Linked DNA regions of Mus musculus: all the other regions are linked to region 3. The links are chromatin contacts, called in public HiChIP or PLAC-seq and promoter capture Hi-C maps. All regions are on one chromosome and are shown on one strand. Each heading gives the region's core, a stretch centred on a gene start, on an enhancer-like site or on the middle of the called end of the contact. The rest is flanking DNA. Distances are from core to core; before and after follow the strand shown.

Region 1 (5,087 bases), core at 1,960-4,459, 1.1 Mb after region 3:
CTTAATTTTTAAAAGAATTACTTATTTATTTTATGTATGTGAGTACACTGTCGCTGTCTTCAGACACACCAGAAGAGGTCAATTATCTATCAGTACAGTTTCTCTCGGCCCTTTTCTGAAATCTTTTGAACTCCAATGCACATTAAAAACACACACGGGCTGGTGAGATGGCTCAGTGGGTAAGAGCACCCGACTGCTCTTCCGAAGGTCTGAAGTTCAGGTCCCGGCAACCACATGGTGGCTCACAACCATCTGTAACAAGATCTGATGCCCTCTTCTGGAGTGTCTGAGGACAGCAACAGTGTGCTTACATTTAATAAATAAATCTTTAAAACACACACACACACACACACACACACACACACACACACACAGCTAGTTACCTGTGCCTTGTGATATATCATAGGAGAGTTAATGTTACTAATTAAGACTGGAATAAAAGAAAACCTACTTTTCCCTCAGCCAGATTATCAAAGTAGGTAGGATTATATAACAAATGTCACCGAACCTTGTGTATTTATTGTTATTCAATAAAGTCTAATTTTGGAATGACACATACATGCTTATCTGTTTCTGACATGTGTGCTCACAACCAAATCCAAAATCTGTCATATGGAACAGCAGCACCATCTTCCCCTGAACTCTCAGACTGCTGTAGCTGAGAACTAACCTCCATCTGGGCAAGGCCTACAAAGACAGCTCAGGAAAGGCCCACTCCCCTCTCTTGGGTCTTTTTCTAACACTGTCATGGAAAGGGCTACCCTTTTCTAGTAGGAATACTAAGATTTCCTATAACAAAGAAAAAACGGGTCCTCACCCAACTCCCCCGTCCCCCTCCCCTGCCCCGGGTTCATATAGCATCCTGATGGTCAGATGGCTTCTGTAATCGTTATCAAGGAGTTCTTAATATCATTTCTGCCCCGAAAAGTAATTAGAAGCATAAAATAAACCAGTAATGCTACACAGGGCATAAAAACACTGCAGACTCACAGATTTGAAAAGACATACTTTATCACCACTGTATCACAGCTTTTGAAAGCCCAAGTGGTTACAGATACCACAGTCCCTCCCAAATGGCTAAAACCTGTGGCCGTGAAGCTAAAGGCAAGGCCGAAGTCAATGTAATCTACACTTACTATCTGTTTACCTAATCAGCTTTAGTCACTGAAAGGTGACACCGGTTCTACAGAAACATTTCAGCATGGAATGCTGGACCTCTAGTCTGACAAAGATCCAGAGGCACCCACATAGATACCATAAGAACAGGAGATTCAAAGTTAGGATTTCTCAAGGTATCTCTGCTCCTGTTAAGAAGAATGTTCGCAGGAAAAACCTTTGAGAAGGCTTCAGATACAGTTATTTATTTGCTTATTTTTGGTACCAAAGATTGGTGTTTGCTAGGGTAGTGAATCTAGCACTACCTCCTCAGCCCAAGATTTTTCGAATCTATGAAACGATCGATTACATGTGATCATCAAGCAGTAGTCGATAAAAGGATCATTTTAAAAAATTTAATGCTGCCAGCGGTGGTAAGCCTTTGATCCCAGCAATCAGGAGGCAGAGGCAGGCAGATCTCTGAGTTTGAGGCCAGCCGGGTCTGCAGAGCAGGTTCCAGAATTGCCAGGGCTACACACACACACACACACACACACACACACACACACACAGCCAACCACGCAAGCAAAACAAAACAAAAACTCAATGTTTTTTTGAAATCCTAAAAGCTCAGCGAGAAAACCAACTTCAAATGGGAAAGAAGTCCCCAGGAACTGAAGAAAAAAAAAAAAAAAGTGAAGGTGTGCCCTGGGAAGATAACTTCTTCCCAGGCACTGCTAATCAAAGACTGCATGATCTGGTGGTTATGCATACCTTTGAATCCAAGATTCTCCTAGGACTCCAAAGCATATATCTTGTATCTTGTTGTCTTGGAAACGCCAATATCTTTGCATTAAGGTCGACTGTTTATTATAGCATTATTCTTAGACGCCCTAAGCTGGAACAAAGTGCACATCAATAGTAGAACGGGTACAAGGCTGTAGTCACACAATAGGATATTAGACAATCATGGGATTTTTGCAGATAATTTAATATTATTTAAAAGCCAAAGCCACAATACATATCCATTCATAAAAGTTCAAAATCAAACAAAGGAAAATTATACTACATGCATAGTCATCTGGTTAAAAAGCTAAAAGGGAAAGCTTTTAAAATAAAGTAAGTGCCTATCACAAAAATCAGATTAGAGATGGTATGGATGGAAGAACTCTTGGGAATGTGGCAATTCATTTTATTAATATTCCTCAAACATGTACTGCTACGCACTGTTCTGCATGCGACTTAAAAACGTATATGAAACCTTCTACAAGGCTTGTATTAAAAAAAAAAAATCGAAAGTCGGGCAAGGATGCACCTCAATGAAGCCAACTCCTAGCACAAGAAGCAGGCCTTAGGAACAGCAAGGGTCCTTACGCACTGGGGAACTGGCGTCCACCCTCTGTCACTTTGGGTAAAGTTTTTTGTGGGAGAAGGGGGCTCCAAGGAGGAACGCCGGGCTCCCCACAGCCGGGCCAAACCGGCCCCCAGCCTCCGAGACGCGCCCACGTCAGCCGTTCCACCTTCGCCCGGAGGGAGACTCTGGGCAGGCTCCGGCGACTCAGGGAAGGCTGCGCTCCGGCTTCCGGAGGGAAGCGGTGGGCGCGGAGCCTACCCTCGCGCGGTCCCGCAGCTCCCCCCACCGCCACCGCGCCGAGTCCCGCAGTCCGCGGGTCCCCGGCCCGCCCGTGCGGGGGCGTGGCCTGGCACACGCCCGCGGCCGGAGAGGGGGGCGCGTACCTCGTCGCGGCCGAGGAACTACCGGGCCAGTCGGCGGGTCGGCATAGAGCTCATTTCCGGGGACTACCTAGCTACTCCTCCCGTGCAAACTACAGGCGGCTTCTTAAGCCAGAGCGCCGGCGTCAGCGCACGCGCAGTGCGGAGCCCCGGCGAGGGTGAGCGGACTGGAGAGACACACAGACCGGCCGCCACCGCAGGGCCCGGCCGGGGCGCGCGCCCGCGGGCCTTGGACTGGCTCTGGGAGCGCGCCTCTAGGGGCGGGGCTGAGCGAGCGCGAGCGTGCGCAGTGGCCCTCGGACCTCGGGACTCGCGCTACGCGGCGCGGCGGGGCGCGGCGCTCGCGCAAGAGGGCGTGGGCTGGCGGCGCCGGGTGCGCGCAAGGGAGTGCGCGGCCCCGAGCGAGGGAAGGAGGGGCTGGTGACAGTGCGGAGCGATTGCCAGCGTCCGCGCCCCGGGAGCGGACGGACGGAAGAGAAGGTCCGCCAGACGCCCGGTCTGCTGCCTGACCCCTTCGGACTCAAACCCCGAGCCGAGCGGCCGCGGCTTCTGGTTGGTTGAAGGGAGACGCTGCGGCCACCCCAGGAAGATGTTTAACGTGGAGTCTGTGGAGCGGGTGGAGCTGTGCGAGAGCCTGCTCACTTGGGTACGTGGTGGGCAGCGGGCCGGTGGGAAAGCTCCGCCACCTTTTCGCGGACACCGGTGCTCGTCCCGGGGGGCGAACGCCCCGGGGCGACCTGCCGTCACATCCGGGGCTTGGGACGGGCGGAGCTGAGTAGCCGGTGCGGCCGCGTCTACACCCGCGGCCGGGTCAGGGTCAGCAGGGAGAGGCCGGGCTCAGGCAGGCTGGGCCCAGGGTCCAGGAGGAACTTGTCCGGCCTGAGATGTTGGCTGCTGTCCGAGAGGAAACCTGCCCGGTGGGGGCTAATGATGGGGTGCAGGCGACACTGTAATTAGGACTGTTTGCCTTGATGAGGCGCTGGCGTTTCGCTCCCAAGCTCCCAGTGATCCAAAGCGTTGGTTCTGCCTGGGCGCCCGGTAGAGGCAGTCGGGACCCCCTAGTTAAGCGATGCTGCTCGCCTTTGTTGTAGCGTTCAGCCAGGATGGAGTGTAGCCCCTTGAGGGATGGATGAAGCCCTGCCCATTGGAAAATAGTACATTGGCAGGGTGGATAGACAAAACATGAAGAATCACTCAGAGGCAAAACATTTAAAACGCGAGATGCATTTTGACTGTTATAAACGATGTGATGGTACCTATAAAAGGAACCAACGATAAAAATGTTGAACTGGAAAAATTGAGGGATTTCGTAATGGAACTGAAACACATTTTTAAAGCACCATGAGATTCTAATTTGGAATTGATGAGGGTTAAGGTTATCGAATTTTCAAGTAAACATGCAGGATTTTGTCAATAGTCATGGCTTAAACGGCCCTTTTCATTAGCTGGACAGTTAACCGTGTTTGTTTCTGGTTTTCATATGCTGGTTGGAGGTAGGTCCAGGCATATATGCAGAGCCATGGGATAAACCAGGAACATTCATTTTACTTACTGCTAGAAATGTTAGCTGTCCTTTTTAGAAGAACCCAGATACATTTACAGTGGCTATTGTGATACATGTTAATTTTGTTTGCTTATTGGGGGAGATGGTAGTATTTGGGCCTCCTGCATTTTAAGGGAAGGCTCTACCACTAAGCTGTTCATCTCCTGGTCTTAGTCACTTTAAAGGTAAAATGCAAATAGCAAAAAATTCTACTGAACAGTGCCTTAGGTTAGAGGTTCAGATCTCTGGAAGGTAACCATCACTGTTTTGTGCAGGAACACTGCCGAGAAGTTTGAGAACTGTTAACTTAGGTCGGTTGTAATAAATGTAAGAAAAGTAGAATCTACAGATGTGTGTGCATTTGAGATAGGATCTTGCTATGTGGCCCATTTTGACCTCAAACTATGATCTTGAATTTGTAGCAGTCTGCCTGCATCACTACACCCAGCTTGAAGTTTTGTTTTTGTTTTTGTTTTTTTATAAACTGGGTATGTCATTAATCTGATTGTGCCCTTTGAAGCAGCCTTTATACAATGGAGACCTTTATGGTTTGGTTTTGTGTTAGATCATTCTTGTAATTTCAGATCACTGGAAATAGTGCATAGTTAACATGCTCTGTAAGTTCCAACTTCAAGCCTGAAGCTAGACTTCACTGCTATGCTTCAGATAGAGAACGGCGATAGGTGACACGACAGAGCTACACCTCAGCCAAGTT
Region 2 (5,072 bases), core at 1,758-4,257, 1.4 Mb after region 3:
AGTTTACCTTTAACACACACACACACACACACACACACACACGCACGCACAAAAGAGATGGCTCAGTGGTTAGGAACACATGCTCAGGAAAAGGACTGTGTGGGTTTAATTCCCATAACCCACACCAGGGAGTTCACAACCACCTGTGACTCTCTAGCCTTTGTGGGCACCCAGATATACACAGAGACATACAACTAAAAACAATGAAATAGTGAAAAAAACCCGAAATAAATATTTAACAAAAAGATTTATACGCAAAGAGTAGCTAGAAAACCTAAGTGAACTCTTATTAATGAGAGCTATTATAAATATTTGCCTAAAACTAGCTACTTCCTGGGCCTTTGGATGAACCTAATTTATTCTGTTTGAGGCAGTGTGTTTCTCAAAGTACAGATCCAAACTACTTGCATCTAAATCTCACGGAGCATTTATTTAAAATACAGATGCTAAATACACATACACAGCAGATTCTTCCGTCCTGCCAAAGACCCCCTGAAAAGAGGATTTCGGATACACACCTGCGTATTTGATTACTGTCAATGTATGTAGTGTCTGACTCTTTTATAGCATCCACTAAGATAAAGTTCTCTGTTATCTCCCTTGGTAGGACTATGAACTACTACTATTCATGGTAGATAGTGTGCTAACTACTTTTGTGTTCGAAGTTCAGAGCAGGCACATGGAGTGACCAGAGTTCATAAAGAGGGCCCCTGGATGATGGAGATTTTGGAGCTGCTTCCAAGAGTAACAAAAGCAAAACCACTTTCATGAGGATCACAGTTCAAGGGCCACGGCCATCTTTAGCTACATAATGAGTCTGAGGCCTGCCTGGGATACCTAAGCTACTAGCTCAAAAGACAATGAAAATCGGCTTTACAACTAAAGCAATAACAAAACTCACAAGTCCAAGGTAGATATATTCTAATGATATACTTTGTTTTTTTTTTAAAGATTTATTTATTTATTATATGTAAGTAAACTGTAGCTGTCTTCAGACACTCCAGAAGAGGGAGTCAGATCTCGTTAAGGATGGTTGTGAGCCACCATGTGGTTGCTGGGATTTGAACTCTGGACCTTCAGAAGAGCAGTCGGGTGCTCTTACCCACTGAGCCATCTCACCAGCCCCCTAATGATATATTTTGATGGGTTATGAAAAAAACCGTTATGTTTTCAGATTCCAAACTGCACCCTAAGAAGCCGCATCATTCTGGGGGCTCCGTGTGTAGCGCAGGAGGCTAGCACACCCAAGGCTCTGAAGTTGATCTCTGGCACTGCAGAATAAAAAGTAAGGTCTAAGGCTTGAAGAGCTGACCCGACAGAGCATCTGTTGCTCTTGCATGGGAAGGATTTGGCTCCCAGAACCAGAGTTACCATCACCTGAAACTCCAGTTCCAGGGGATCTGCTGCCTCCTGACCTCCACAGGCACCAGACACACACATTATATACACACATAGTAAAATAAATCTAAAATGTTTTAAAATATCAGTGTTAAGGACACCCTGCTCCTGCCCCCCAAATGGGGGGAGGGTTTCCAGTGTGGCCTAGCGTGACTGCACGCACAATCCCTTGGGACAAGGCATGAGTTTGATTCCCAGGACCCCTACAGTGAAAGGAGAGCTGATACCTGAAAGTTATTCTCTGAATTCTACACATGAAGCAGCACATACATGACACACACACACACACTGCATTGGCTGGTTTTGTGTGTCAACTTGACATAGGCTGGAGTTGTCACAGAGAGAGTAGCCTCCCTTGAGGAAATGCCTCAGTGAGATCCAGCTGTAAGGCATTTTCTCAATTAGTGATCAAGGGGGAAAGGCCCCTTGTGGGTGGGACCATCCCTGGCGGGTAGTCTTGGGTTCTATAAGAGAGCAGGCTGAGCAAGCCAGGTGAGGCAAGCCAGTAAAGAACATCCCACCATGGCCTCTGCATCAGCTCCTGCTTCCTGACCTGCTTGGGTTCCAGTCCTGACTTCCTTTGGTGATGAACAGCAATGTGGAAATGTAAGCTGAATAAACCCTTTCCTCCCCAACTTGCTTTTTCGTCATGATGTTTGTGCAGGAACAGAAACCCTAACACACACACACAGACAAATATATAAATGTAGTAATTTTTAAAGGTCGGAGACCAATATGGGGCTTCATAGCAAGGCCATCACAAAACAACAACAAAAAAAATCACACAAAAAATGGTGTTACATTAACGTGCAGATATTGGTGTGTAGGTGTTGACTTGCAGAGACTATGTGGTTTTTTTAAAAAAAAAAAAAGTCCACGTTTTGTTCCTTCTCAGTTTCTGGGGGAAAAAAAAAATCTCGAAGCCTTGTCTTATAATCAAGTTAGAAACCAGCAAAGCCTCTTGTCTTTCCTTCCCGTGGCACCTGCTAGTCAGGCGCTCCAGCGACAATCCGCATCTCTAGCCCTGCCAGTCTCCAGAGCGCTGGGCTTACGTGAATAGCCACCGCCATCACCCTACATCAACTAGGTCAAAAACAAAAAACAAAAAAGCCAACAAACAAAAACCTCATTTGCTGCCTCTTACAGCATCCGTATTCTGTCAGACTCACCTCTTAGGCTTTAGGGATAACTTTGACAGCCTCTCAATCCAAATAGAGGGAGGGAATGGAGGACAGACAGACAGACAGAGCCTTCAGTCACCCCAGTCCTGCCCACCGGGGTTGCCGGGACCCATGAGGGGTCAGAAGGTCCGATTTTCCTCCTTCAAAGCCTCAGCGCAGGCAAGGCCTCCCGTGCGTGTCCCCCACGCCCCTAGCGCGTGCCCGGCGCGTGCCCGGCGCCCGACGTCTGCCCGCAGGAGGAGCCAGGTCTCGCGCGAGTCCCCCAGTCCTCACCGCACATCTCGCGACACTTCGGAGGATCTTTCTGCGCCTCCGGCTCTCACCGGGAGCGCAGCCTCCGCGGGCGCACTGCTCTCCTCCGCTGGAGCGCTGAGGAGCCCGCGGTGTGGGGATTGGGGCGCGGCCGCAGGCTCCGCCCGTCCGCCCCGCCCGGCTTGGGAGGTAGGCTGCAGCGGCGATGTGGCCCGGGCTCCCTCCGCGAGGGCTGAGAGCGCGAGCGGCGGTGTGGACGAGCGAGTCCAGGTCCGCGCGGGAGCCTGGGCCGGGGCGAGCCGGGGGTGGAGAGGCTCCAGTGTGCACGGTATCCCGGGGCATCCGTGGACGGCTCGGCTGCTCTCCTAGATCCCGAACTCGGAGCCCCGAGCTGGCGGCGGGAGCAGGCCGAGGTCTCGGGAGGATAACGGGGAGGCCCGGGGAGTGTTGGTTCCTGAGCTGTGCGGTCCGACCGTGCCCGGTGCAGCGATGCCGCTCGTCCATCTCCCGTCCTGGGCTTTTGGGTTCTGCTTCTATGTCTGCAGCGCTAGTCCGCCGGGTGCTTTAGTGCTGGGGTCGGTGGGAACTCGCCCGACATCCATCGCCCCGGGGGCAGTTGAGGTCATTTGTCACTTTTCATCCGAAACTCTGGCTCTGCGTCTCGGTGGGTCGATGCGCAGCTATAGCCTGCAGGCAAAGTTTCTGTTTGGGCGTTAAATGTACCAGAGCCCGTATTGAAGCACACTGGGAGGATCAGCCAAAATGGTTCTTAAGCGATTAGTTCTGTTTTCTGTATAGTAAGATTCCAATAGTTATGTAAATGTGTGTGTAATTAGAAATGTACAATAGAGCCTGGGGCCTTAAACCTACCTGTTATTACTGTCTGACACACTAAATGGTTTGTAGTGTGCACACCTGGAGGTAGGAAATTTCCAGCCTTCGCTGGTGCTGCTACTTTTATTGTGAAAATTGTGGTAAAACACCCTGTTGCAATCAGTTTTGACCGTGTGTTTCTTGACATTTCTGGGTTTTCTAAAGAGCTTGTTGTATGATTAGACATTTTTTAGTTTTCTAAGGAGAATTGGAAGCTCAGTATAGAATGATGGAGCTGAACATTTTGTTTCTCTCCCCAAATAATTGTGTGTGTATAAAAATTATGTAGCTTTTAAATATTGCTGTTTTCAAGAACAGCTTCCAAAAATGGTTATTGAGCATATGAACATTACAGTGTTAATAGATGCAAAATAATTCTCCTGATAGTTTTTTTTATTTTGTCTTCTAGAGCGAAATGTCATCGGGGGAATCACACCAGGAGCAGCTGTCTCAGTCAGATCCGTCCCCATCCCCGAACTCTTGTAGTTCCTTCGAACTCATAGACATGGACGCCAGTAGTTCCTATGAACCCGTTTCTCCACATTGGTTTTATTGTAAGGTACTAGATTCCAAGGAGCTCTGGATTCCTTTCAACTCTGAGGATTCACAGCAGCTGGAAGACGCATATGGCTCTGGTAGGAAGAAACTGATGACTCTAATAAAAACTAACAAGTAATATCCTCTACTGTGATAGCCACTAACATGAAATTTCAGAATTACACCATTTTCATCCTTTTAAAACTGTATTAAATTTCTGCATAGTTATCAAGTATTTTTCTCTATTCTAGCTTGTGTTTGACTTTTTAGTCAGAAAGTTTGTGTGTAGAGTCGTCACATTGCAGACTGAGCTAACATGTCGCTTTTGTTCTCATGTAACAAAGTGTTAGTGAGGATATATCATAATTGCTATTAATTTGCCTTTAATCCAAGTAAAAACTTCAGAAAAAATCTATGTATGTATCTGTATGAGACTGTGAGTGTGTGTGTATAAGTGTGTATAAGAGGCATTATTGTCTTAGAAGAGGAAAAATGTTCAGCTAGTATTTGCTTTTTTCATTAAAATATAATTGGTTTGAAATACTAAAAATTACTCATGAAAAAAATATGAGCAAAAAAAAAGAAAAAGGATGAGTGAAAAAAAAAAAAACCTAGGAACCAAATTCTGTTTCTGATGTAGCCAAGTGGAGCCTGTGTACAGCTCCTGTGGCTGTTTTGGACTGTAACTTACAAGTGTATTTGGGAGAGTTGTTGTGACATAGTGGACTTCTTTTCTTTTTTGCAATTCTTGATAGGAAAAGATTGTAATGAGAGGATTGTTCCCACCGATGGGGGCAGATATGATGTTCATTTAGGGGAGCGGATGCGGTA
Region 3 (5,092 bases), core at 429-2,928:
TAACTGCTAAGCTATCTCTCCAACCCCTGTATATATATATATATATAAGTGAGTGTGGAGGGAATCAGAGCTGTAAACTTCCAAAGCCAATTTGGACCCCAGATGTAGAGTTCATCTAGTAGGGCCCATTGGACAAGCAGGACAGCCAGCTGAGTATAGACAGCAAGGATGGGTAAAGTGAAGGCAGATGGGACAGAGAGCAGACAGTCCCCAGGGGGAAATGAAGGCAAATGGCTGTCACTGGCATGCTCTTCACAGGCACCACCACCTCCCAACTGGGCTCAGTTTAAGGATGCCACTGCTCATAGCCTTCCAGTGAGCTTTCTAGCTCGCCAGGTCTAACACTGATGTATAACTCCAAATCCTGGTGTTCATAATCTGTATGACCCAGCCACCTTGGCAGTCCTATTTTCTCCCCCCCCCCCCCCCCCCGCAAGACTGAGAAGCAGGGAGTTAAACAAGTCACCTGTCTTTCAGGCAGCTATGTCAAGTGGAAATCTGTGACAAGCAGTGAGGTAGATAAGGGACAGCTGGGGCCCCAGGGAGAGAAACTCTCTAGGCTGCAGGTTTGTTTACCCAGAAGTCAAGGAAAACAAAGGGGTGGGACCCAAAAAAGGAATGCCTTCAAGAGTCTAAGTGAGAAGTACCGCAGCTGGCGGTAATTCAACACTGCAGGGGTTCCAGAAGTCGGGAAAGCAGTAGGCTGGTCGACCAGAGGGAGCTCAGTGGAGAGGGAGGGGTGTGTGTGTGTGTCTGGAAACCTTTAAAGTGTTGTAGCGCGGGAGGTGTCCTCAGTTCTAGCATGGGAGCCAGGGCACCAGGGCTCTATCCCCAGCTTTAATGTAAGAACTCGGACGTGTCACATCTTTCCTGAACCTTAAGGCTTTCAAAGTTACATTTCCACTCTGAATAACTCACCATCGGAGATTTCAGCCTTTGAAGGATGACCCGAAACACTCAGGGAAGTCACCAATCTGCTAGACACTGACTGGGAACAAGAAAACCGAGTGGGAGGCCAGAGATGGAGCCCAGAGAGGACGCAAGAGGCTTACGTAGGAAGAAATGGGGAACCGAGGGGTTCGGTTTGGCAACCCCGTTTCCAGTTCCCCCTTCTTGCTCTTCCTAACCTAGCCTCACCCTATGTGGTAAGGGCAGAGTAGCACAGGCTAGTCCCTCACCTACCCTCCGCTTCCCCGACACAGTCTCTCACAACATCCCTGGCTCCCCGCCTTCCTCCAGAGCAGTACCCAGGGGACCAGAGCAGGAGAAGCATCCCTGGAGTGGTGTGGTATAACCCAAGCATAGCTACCACTTTCGGAGCCCTTCCCATAGGCATGCAACTATGCTATAAACTTAAATGTATTACTTTCTTTACAGCAATCCAAGGGGTGACTGTCGCCTCGTTTTACGCAAGAAGAAACTGAGGCAAAGTCTCACATCTGCTGCTAGGCGGATCAGGCTTGCTCCTGTTCCCTCATACGGACTCAGACAACTGGGGACCACTTAGTGCATCATTACTTCTCTGATCCAAAACTCTTCAGGCTGCGCCAGCCCACGTGACCTTTAGGTCCCCGCCTTCTCCGCGAGGCCCGCCCCCAGGGCAGGTGGCGCGCGGGCGCAGGGGGCGTGGTGGGGGCGTGGCCGGAAGCATTAAAGCGGCTCGGGAGCCCGGTGGGCGGTCCAGACCGAGGACAGCGGCTACCTTCTGGCTTCCTAGCCTGGTGCCGCGTCTGCCACCATGTCCCTGGCGGCCTCAGCGGGCCGGGGCCCGGGGACCATGTGGTCCCCTACCCACGTGCAGGTGACGGTGCTACAGGCGCGGGGCTTGCGGGCCAAGGGACCCGGGGGCACGAGCGACGCGTACGCGGTGATCCAGGTGGGCAAGGAGAAGTACGCCACGTCGGTGTCGGAGCGCAGCCTGGGCGCGCCCGTGTGGCGCGAGGAAGCCACCTTCGAGCTGCCTCCGCTGCTGTCCTCCGGGGCCGCGCCGGCCGCCGCCGCCACCCTGCAGCTCACCGTCCTGCACCGCGCGTTGCTCGGTCTCGATAAGTTCCTGGGCCGCGCCGAGGTGGACCTGCGGGAGCTGCACCGGGACCAGGGCCGCAGGAAGAAGCAGTGAGTGGCTGCAGGGCGCGGGGAGTCCAGGGGAGGAAGGACGCTCGGGCAGTGCACCTTGGGGGCGAGAGTGGCAGCTACCGCGCTATGGGAGGATGGCCCTTGGCTCCCCCTCGCCCGCAGGCTCACCTAACCCAGCTTCTCTTCGGGCTGTCAGTTTCCAGCTTTCCCAGTTATGGGGGCTTTTGGAAGATAGGAGAACCTTTGAATCCTCAGGGCGCCCTTAGACCGCACAGCACACTAAGCACTAGATGAAGTTTTGGTGAACTGAAATAATATGCAGGTAGGAGAATTCCTATTAGGTGGGGTATCCGCTTTATCTTGCATGGACGCTCCCCTGAGTATTTTGTTGAACTTGAGAGGCTTTGAGCTGAGAACCCTTGGGCCAGGGAGGGTAGCTATTTGGAGTGAAAGCCTAGGGCCCCCAGAGCTGGACGATCCTGGGAGGACAAGAGTGGGGGAAAAAAACCACCAGCCTGGTGATTGCTGATTCTCATGCCCATCTGATTCGACCCCTCGGAATGAACGCTAGAACAGTTTGTTGTTTGTCTGGGATCTGAATTAGTGGTCGATGATTGTTCCAAGATCTGTTACTGACTCAGTAGAAGTGAGTAGAATAGGTTGTTGCTCTTTGGAGTTTGGTAAATTCTGTCTGGTTCTAATTCCTGGTACCGTGGCTACTCACTAGCCTACCTGTGGCCCCTTAATTGAAGGTTCTGACAGGACATCCTAATTTTGCAGAAAAAGTTAGGCAAACTCCAGTTCACGTTAAAGTCTTTTGTTTGTTTGTTTGTTTGTTTGTTTGTTTGTTTCGAGACAGGGTTTCCCTGTGTAGCCCTGGCTGTCCTGGAACTCCCTCTGTAGACCAGGCTGACCTTGAACTCAGAAATCCGCCTGCCTCTGCCTCCTGAGTGCTGGGATTAAAGGCGTGTGCCACCACGCCCGGCCACTTGAAAGTCTTCAGATTATTTTACTTTATTTTATTTTGTTCACTGGTGTTTGCAAAGGGCACTTTAACCAATGGAACCTTTGATTACGGTTATCTCGTGTACCAAAGAGCTTGGATTAGCCTAACTGGGTACTTTGCTTGACCTTATAGATGCCAGCTCTGTTAACAACCAAACCCCCCTGGGCCGAAAAACATATCCTTATGTTCCTTCCTGGTACTTCAGGTACACTGGGCCTTTTAACTTTGTCTTGGGATGGGGCAGGATTCAGAGGAGCTGAATTTTCCAGGCTAGGGTAGGATCTGTTTCAGCAAGCAATGTTTAGAATTGAAATACCTGATGTCGTTTTTGTGGCCACCGATGAATAGGCATTTCTGAACACAGCGTCTTACAAGCCAGACTGTATCTGCGGAAGGGAAGCCGAAGTTAACTTTATTTCCTCTCTGGATTCAATGCCATTTGCAGGGCTTGACTGCCAGCTCTTCATCTCGCCCCATTCCAAGATGGATGTTCACGTCTCTTGTTTAACTGTTTCTTATATGACTATTTCATTCCCCTTGCAAGATAGATTGCATCTCCATGCTGGAGATGGGGGTTTCCCAGTCCTAGGTCTGACGTCCACTAGCCCCTGACTCATAGCTGGGCTCCTCTGGCTCCAAACACCCCAGTTTCCCTATTTATAAATGGAGCATGCTGCTACCCTTAATTGGTGTTTGTAAAGAGTTGCTGCTTCCTGGATTAATGAAGCCAGGGGAAAGGTTCAAAAGGTCCTGCGCTGCTGTGTGAGGGATGAAAACCTCCTTAAGCTCTCTTTCTTCTCTGTATCCCTCTTCCTCATTTTCTCTAAGGTAACCCTACACCTACATGGCCACTCCTGTTTCTGTCACATGAGCTGCTTACCACTCAGTCACAATATTGACTGGCAGTAAGACTGTGTAAGTCTTACAGTATTGACTAAGTACAGTATTGACTAAGTAAGACTGGGCTTACCGGGTGGGTTTTTATAACTGACATCAGATGTCTTTGCTTTGCAAAAAGTAGGTGAAATCTCAAAGTTTCCGACGACTAGGAAGCTAGGGGCTTTCCCAGCTGCTGGGGGAACCCATTCAAACCAAGCCTATTGGATGCCCTTGTGTAACTCCAAGGTGCCCCGGGTAGCTGAGGTGAAGAACACAGGAGAGCTATTAAGTTTTAGCAGAAAGAAACAGGTTTGGCTAGAAAGTCGATTTGAATTAGTTATTAATGGTTTGATTCCACCTTAACGTGTTAGAAATCAGAAACAAAAGCTAAAATCTTGGTCTGCTGTGTTTTTGTGTGTGTCTGACACAACAGTTGCTGGACAGAGGGTGATTTTTCTTAGAGTTTCAGACACTTAAATTTGAGGTCCATTATCACATTAAGAGCCAGCTTCTTAATTGTTCTCTTGATAAGCCCTATATAGCAAGATTTATTTGCAGACAAGGGAACATGCTTTTTATCATGACTCTGAAGTTGCTGACCTCAAATTTAGTGTAATGACACACTTTGAAAGCACCAAGCAGCCTAATATATAGGACAGCCTGCTATATGGGCAGGATCCATTTAATAGCATGGAAGATGTGGCCTTCAGTTAGGAAAAATTAGACAGGAATGAATATTACTCTTTTTTTTATCTGTTAAAGACCTGAGGCTTGCGTGGGTGTTGGTTAAATAGTAGTCAGTTAGTACTGAGACAATAGACGATGGCAGACATGAATCAGAAGTATCTCAGGTAAGCAACATGCGGGACCCTCAGCCCAGCTTTCTAGTCTCATGTAGCAGATTGGTTTCAAACAAAACCAGACAACCCTTCTTAAGATGCTAAGAGTTACAAAACTTGGGAAATACTCTCTTAGAGGTAGTTTAAAATGTTTATTCAGCCTCTGAGCTGGGTGGGTGGGGGTCATTATGCAGGTAAGCGTCATAAAACTTATAACTGCAGTAAGCTTCAGGATTTTAAGACAGGGAAGCAGTTGTGGAGGGTCCATTTCTTCTATCTGCTGAGACGCAAA
Region 4 (5,387 bases), core at 1,573-4,072, 1.3 Mb after region 3:
GGTCTCTCAGGTCCTTGGTTCTTTTGGACAGATGTTTGGCTGAGTCTGCTAACATTCAAAGCTATGTTCTTGAAGAAACCTCAATGCTTTGATCTGAGTCCTCCAACCTTCAGGGTTGGGACATACCACTCTTACTTTGCTAAATGCACGTGTTATGGAACTGCCTTCTAAGCATTTAGATTGGTGCTGCTCTTAGCCTTCTGCCACAGAAGCTTGCCTTTTGCCATGATGAATGCAGAAAGTCACAGGCCAGTGCTAAGACTGACTGACTGTTGAGTGCTTAGCCTTAGTGTCTACCCACGTCCCAGCACCTACTCAGCACCGCTGTCTTCTTTCTGCTCATGGGATGACCACTGCACTCATAGAAGTACAGTGGCCATGATTACTTGCACAAGATGGGGCCCTGTCAACATTTTATCATGGATGGGGAGAGGCCTCAGGAGTATTGCTAAGCAGTGGTTGCTGTGATAGGGGAAGTAATTTTTTCAGTGGTGTAGCCACTGGTAAGGTGTCCATGCTCTGAACTCAGTCCTCTTTGTTGATCAGGGTTCCTCTGTCTGGGCTCTGTTGGCATTTTGAGTAGAGTAACACTGTTGGGGACAGTTTTGTGCATTGCAGAATAATTAGTAGCCTTCATGATCGTTACCAGCCTGATGCCAGGAACACTCTATGGTTCCTCCCCCCCCTCTCTCTCCCTCCCTTTCCTCCTTTTTTTCTCTCTCCCTTTCCTCTCTCCTTTTCTCTCTCTCACTCTCACTCACTCATTCTCTCTGAGATTTATCATGAAGGCATGCTGGATTTTGGCAAAGATTTTTCTGCGATCACTTGAGATGGCCATGTGGTTTCAGTCTTTAAATCCACTTATTTATTGACTTAATATATTGAACCATCCTGGCATCTCTTGAATAAAGTCAACTTGCTCATGGTAGATATTCTTTTTTTAAGATTTATTTATTTTATTTATATGAACACACTGTAGCTGTCATCAGACACAGCAGAAGAGGGCATCCGATCCCATTACAGATGGTTATGAGCCACCATGTGATTGCTGGGAAGTGAACTCAGGGCCTCTGGAAGAGCAGTCAGTGCTCTTAACCACTGAGCCATCTCCCCAGCCCCTAGATGATCTTGCTTTATAAATAGCTGTATTCAGTTTTCAAATATGTTATTCAGGGGTTTCCAACTAGTCAAAACGCAGAGATTGGTTAACTGTGGGGTACCCAGTCCCAGTGGGTATATCTCCAACATCATACCTAAGGCTCAGAAAACATTGAGGGAGAGGGGAACAGAGAGACTGTAAAAGCCAGGGGACTGGGACCTGTGCCATGAAGTGATGGCTATCAGGAACGACCCATGACGTCACAACAATATGGCTGCCCAAATGAGATCTAACTATGGCAATCCTAATAGACATATTAACATGGAAGGGGGAAATCTCTAAAAAGTCATGCATTTGAGAGGGTAAGGTGGGGCATGGGGGGGGGAGGATCGGTCCCCATTCACACAACAGTTGTTATGATGTCTAGGGAGGCTTGGGAGGTGAACGTTTGCTGGTGGAGGTAAGTCACTGGGGGCAAGCTTACACGAAAAAAGTGAAGCCGCTTCCTTGAAGTTCTCCCTGTCTGCTTGGTGATTCTGATAGAGAATTCGAGCTCTCAGCCTTGTCTGATAGTCACCATTTCAGATCCTTGCTGCCTTATCTCCCCACCATCATGGATTCTTATCTCTTTGAACCCCCCTCAACCAAGATCCCCCCTCCCCTTGCTTAAGATATTTTTGGTCATGGCGGCACTTTCTCCTAACAACTGCAAAGTATCAATGATCTCTAATCCCTAAGTGTGTTTGTTTTAAAACAGCAAATTTATGGTCCGTGAGATGGCCCAGTGGGCAAAGGCGGCACTTGCTTGCCAAGCCTGAGCTAGATTCCTAGAACTCACATAGTGGAGGGAAAGAAAGCTCTTCTCACCATATTGTCCTCTCACCTGTCCAGTGCACTATGCCACATACATGCGCACACATCCGTAAAGCGCACACACACGCGGAGGATGGGGGTGAGGCGGCAGTTTCTATTTTGCTAGGGTTTAGAGCCCACCCATATGCTTGCACTCAGTCCAGGGGTTTAGCTACCAGCAGACATCCCTTTCTTACTCGTTTCTGCCCTTCTCGCTAAGGCCCAAACCTTGCTGAATTCTGTCCTCTGCTAGCACTCTCGCCTGGAGCTCTACTTCCCTCCGTGAACTAGCAATTCGTGTTCCTCGAGCGCACAGCACTTCTAGCCTCCTCTGGCCAGATGTTTCTTTTCCTAACGTCTTTTCCACCCACAACTACCTCGGGCTCTCTGGAATCAGACCTCTAGTCTCTCCAAAAGCCGCCTGGAAACGGGGCTTCTGGCGGCCAGCTACGCAGTTACAGACGCTCCCGGCAGGTGTGAGCCAGAGTGCTCCTTTGTTGTTGTTTGGAAGTTTCCTACGTTTTAGGGTTTTAGTATGATCGCCTGCTCCGCACAGTGTAAAGGGGAGTCTCTCACATCCTCATATGTGCCGTGATTTCCACTCTTAGCCACGACTATGAGCAGGCGTTTTGAATAATTCAAGTCCCAAGAGGAAAGCAAAGGACAGACCTCCTAAGTGGCTCCCTTCAAACCTGGGCAATCCGAGTTGCGCCCTGCCTTTTTCTTTCTTCCTTTCTTTTTTTTTTTTTTTCTGGCCTTAAAGCGGCGGACTCAAAGTGCGTCCTTCCCAAGTAAGTGGCGGGCCCCCCAACAAAAGGTCTTTCCCACTTTAAGAGCGCCGTGCGTGGCGGCAACTCGCCGCATAGATATATTCTCGCGAGAGCTTGGGAAGGAGCAGCGATGGCGGCGGCTGGAGCGGGTCCTGGTCCGGGAGTCAGCGCCGGCCCTGGTCCCGGAGCCGCTGCAAGTGCCACAACGGCGGAGGACCGAGAGACAGAGCCGGTGGCCGCGGGGGCTGGCGAGGGGCCGTCAGCCGCCCCGGGAGCGGAGCCCAGCTCCGGAGAGGCCGAAAGTGGGTAAGGCAATCCACTCGCAGCCCCGGGGACGCGCGAGGGCCCGCCCCTCGTGGAAGCCCGCGGCTCGCGCCGCCCGGTGTCGCCCTCCGGATCCAGGTCCCGCAGCCAACGGCTCGGCCCGCCCGCCCACCCGGTACCCTCCGCAACCCCGCTGGCTGCTTGCTTGTGGACTCCAAGCCGCTCCTCGGCTCCTCGGCTCCCATCAGCACCAGTGTGAGCCAAGAGCGTTTCCCCCTCTAGCGCCCCGGAAGACCTCGCTGATCCCTCTTGCAATGCTTGGTCCTGAAAGCACTGAGGACGGCAGCCTCCCGTCGTTAGCCCAGTGCACTAGGAATCCCTGGGCCGCGAACACATTTGTCTTGCTTGACAACCTCCCTCCTAATACTCAGGATTGTTCTCTCGTGGGCATCCCGTTCAGGACATGAAAAAGATATACCCTCCGTATTTGGACCATTGTGTTTTTCTGTTTAGGAAAGGCCATTTTGATGTTTGTCTTTTCATTATAGGGATGCAAACTTGGTTGATGTAAGTGGTCTGGAGACAGAATCTTCTAATGGAAAAGATACTTTGGTAAGTATTTCCTCTGAGGCCTTTGGAAGGCGAACTAGATTTGGTTTTAAAATGTTTAATCTATTTTTTTTTTTTTAAAAAGTAGTCAGGCCATTTGATTCTCTTATTGCCCTGTGGCTCCAGGAAGGTACCGGAGACACTTCAGAAGTGATGGATACCCAGGCGGGCTCTGTGGATGAGGAGAATGGGCGGCAGTTGGGAGAAGTGGAGTTGCAGTGTGGGATATGTACAAAATGGTTCACCGCTGACACCTTTGGAATAGACACGTCGTGAGTACATTTCATGGCCTTCTAGACAGCATGATCCTGGAGAGATGGCTTAGCATTTTAGATCACTAGTTACCCTTTCAGGGGTTTGGGCTTGATTCCCAGTATTCACATGGCAGCTCAAGGAACCCCAGTTCTGGGGTGGAAGGGGAAATTATGTAATCATATTTCTTTTTTTTTAATTAATTTATTTATTTTATGTATATGAGTACACTGTAGCTATACAAATGGTTGTGAGCCATCATGTGGTTTCTGGAAATTGAACTCAGGACCTCTGCCCGCTCTAGCCCTGCTTGCTCCAACTCTGCTCACAACAGCCCAAAGATTTATTATATGTGTACACTGTAGCTGTCTTCAGACACACCAGAAGAGGGTGTCAGATTTTTGTTAGGAGTGGTTGTGAGCCACCATGTGGTTGGGATTTGAACTCAGGACCTTTGGAAGAGCAGTCAGTGCTCTTAACTGCTGAGCCATCTCACCAGCCCTGTAATCATATTTCAATCTCAAGACAATTGAGAAGTATTTTTAAATATACCGAAAAAAAGTCAGTAGGTAGTATTTTGTGCTCACTCTAACCCTATCCAGTGACCAGATGCTGACTGAGGAGTTGCTTGCATTCCTTTGGCATGTTCTGAAGTATTGAGGTGAGAGTGCTATTAGGTATGAGTGTGGGCATCGTCCTTGCTTTTGACCTTACAGGCTGATTGGGAAGGAGTCTGTGCAATTAGAAGAGATTATGTAATTAAGTTTGCGATAATGTATTCTGTGTGTTCTGGGCTTGGTATTTACAGTGGGCAAGACCTGTTGTCAGTAACATTTGAAGGTGTGGTGTTGAGTCGTGGTGTACTTGCCTGCTGCGTGCAAAGCCCTGGGTGGTCACTGCAGAGAAGTGCTTTTAATTCCTCAAAAATATTGAGGTGATCGGTGCTTTTCATGTCTAAAGCATACTTTGTTTCCTTTCTCATTGCTTATAATGTACCCCAATTGGTATCTTATGTTTTCTCTCAGGAAAAAAACAAAACAAACAAACAAAACTTACATCTAAACATGTACCTGTTCTTGAGAATTAAAATCATATCATAATTCAGAGCAAAAGGTCTCTTTTGGTGGAGGCGTAGGTGGTCAGTAGGTATTAACGAGCATTTTGATGGATAACTATTAAGTCAATGGCTCTCTAACTATATATAGCCCTGGATGGCCTGAGGTGCCCTTTTTTGACCAAGTTGGCCTTAAAATTGCAGGAATCCTCTGGCCTTTGAGCCAGTCTTTGTTCATTTTGAGGCCAGGCTGGGCTGCATAGTTGAACATCAGGCCAGCCAGAGCTGTGCCTTAAGTCTTTGTCTGGAAGGGGACAAATTATATTGAGTGGAGCTGGTTGTGCACACCTGTAATTCAGGTACTTAGGAGGCCGGAGCAGGAGGATCACAAGTTCCAGGTTATATGAACCATAGCTAATGCAAGACCAGGGGCCTATCTCAGAAAAAGCCAATGTCTTAGTCAGGGTTTCTATTCCTGCACAAACAT

What was found. Promoter capture Hi-C pulls out the DNA fragments that hold promoters and counts their contacts. HiChIP or PLAC-seq counts read pairs in DNA pulled down with a chosen protein or histone mark.
Region 1: a contact with region 3 is called in an H3K4me3 HiChIP or PLAC-seq map of embryonic forebrain, with 2.9 times the contacts expected there. The contact joins the promoter of Hook3 here to the promoter of Rab11fip1 in region 3. A contact is called at or near these places in 4 of 39 promoter capture datasets (the HPC-7 cell line, cranial neural crest, neutrophils and 1 more), 1 of 115 datasets of contacts at active chromatin or transcription factors (embryonic forebrain) and 2 of 9 other capture datasets (adipose tissue and liver).
Region 2: a FOXA1 HiChIP or PLAC-seq map of pancreatic cancer cells shows a contact between it and region 3. The contact joins the promoter of Ddhd2 here to the promoter of Rab11fip1 in region 3. A contact is called at or near these places in 5 of 39 promoter capture datasets (the 3T3-L1 cell line, cranial neural crest, hippocampal neurons and 2 more) and 3 of 115 datasets of contacts at active chromatin or transcription factors (extraembryonic endoderm stem cells, pancreatic cancer cells and stem cell-derived neural progenitor cells).
Region 4: a contact with region 3 is called in a promoter capture Hi-C map of liver, with 2.1 times the contacts expected there. The contact joins the promoter of Ash2l here to the promoter of Rab11fip1 in region 3. A contact is called at or near these places in 2 of 39 promoter capture datasets (liver and pre-B cells), 2 of 115 datasets of contacts at active chromatin or transcription factors (embryonic stem cells and pro-B cells) and 1 of 9 other capture datasets (liver).

What each region holds. Positions count from the first base shown.
Region 1 is chr8:26,117,346-26,122,432 of GRCm38.p6, reverse strand. It overlaps Hook3 (hook microtubule tethering protein 3), which reads left to right and starts at 3,209. Exons shown (of 22, transcript NM_207659.3): 1 at 3,209-3,475. The coding sequence starts at 3,419. Rnf170 (ring finger protein 170) reads right to left here and starts at 3,065. Exons shown (of 8, transcript NM_029965.4): 1 at 2,833-3,065; 2 at 1,870-1,993.
Region 2 is chr8:25,752,215-25,757,286 of GRCm38.p6, reverse strand. It overlaps Ddhd2 (DDHD domain containing 2), which reads left to right and starts at 3,007. Exons shown (of 18, transcript NM_028102.1): 1 at 3,007-3,101; 2 at 4,114-4,339; 3 at 4,997-5,072. The coding sequence starts at 4,120. It overlaps Gm17484 (predicted gene, 17484), which reads right to left and starts at 2,807. Exons shown (of 2, transcript NR_154462.1): 1 at 2,568-2,807.
Region 3 is chr8:27,171,232-27,176,323 of GRCm38.p6, reverse strand. It overlaps Rab11fip1 (RAB11 family interacting protein 1 (class I)), which reads left to right and starts at 1,678. Exons shown (of 6, transcript NM_001080813.2): 1 at 1,678-2,115. The coding sequence starts at 1,739.
Region 4 is chr8:25,838,222-25,843,608 of GRCm38.p6, reverse strand. Ash2l (ASH2 like histone lysine methyltransferase complex subunit) reads left to right here and starts at 2,822. Exons shown (of 16, transcript NM_011791.3): 1 at 2,822-3,027; 2 at 3,534-3,597; 3 at 3,721-3,866. The coding sequence starts at 2,852.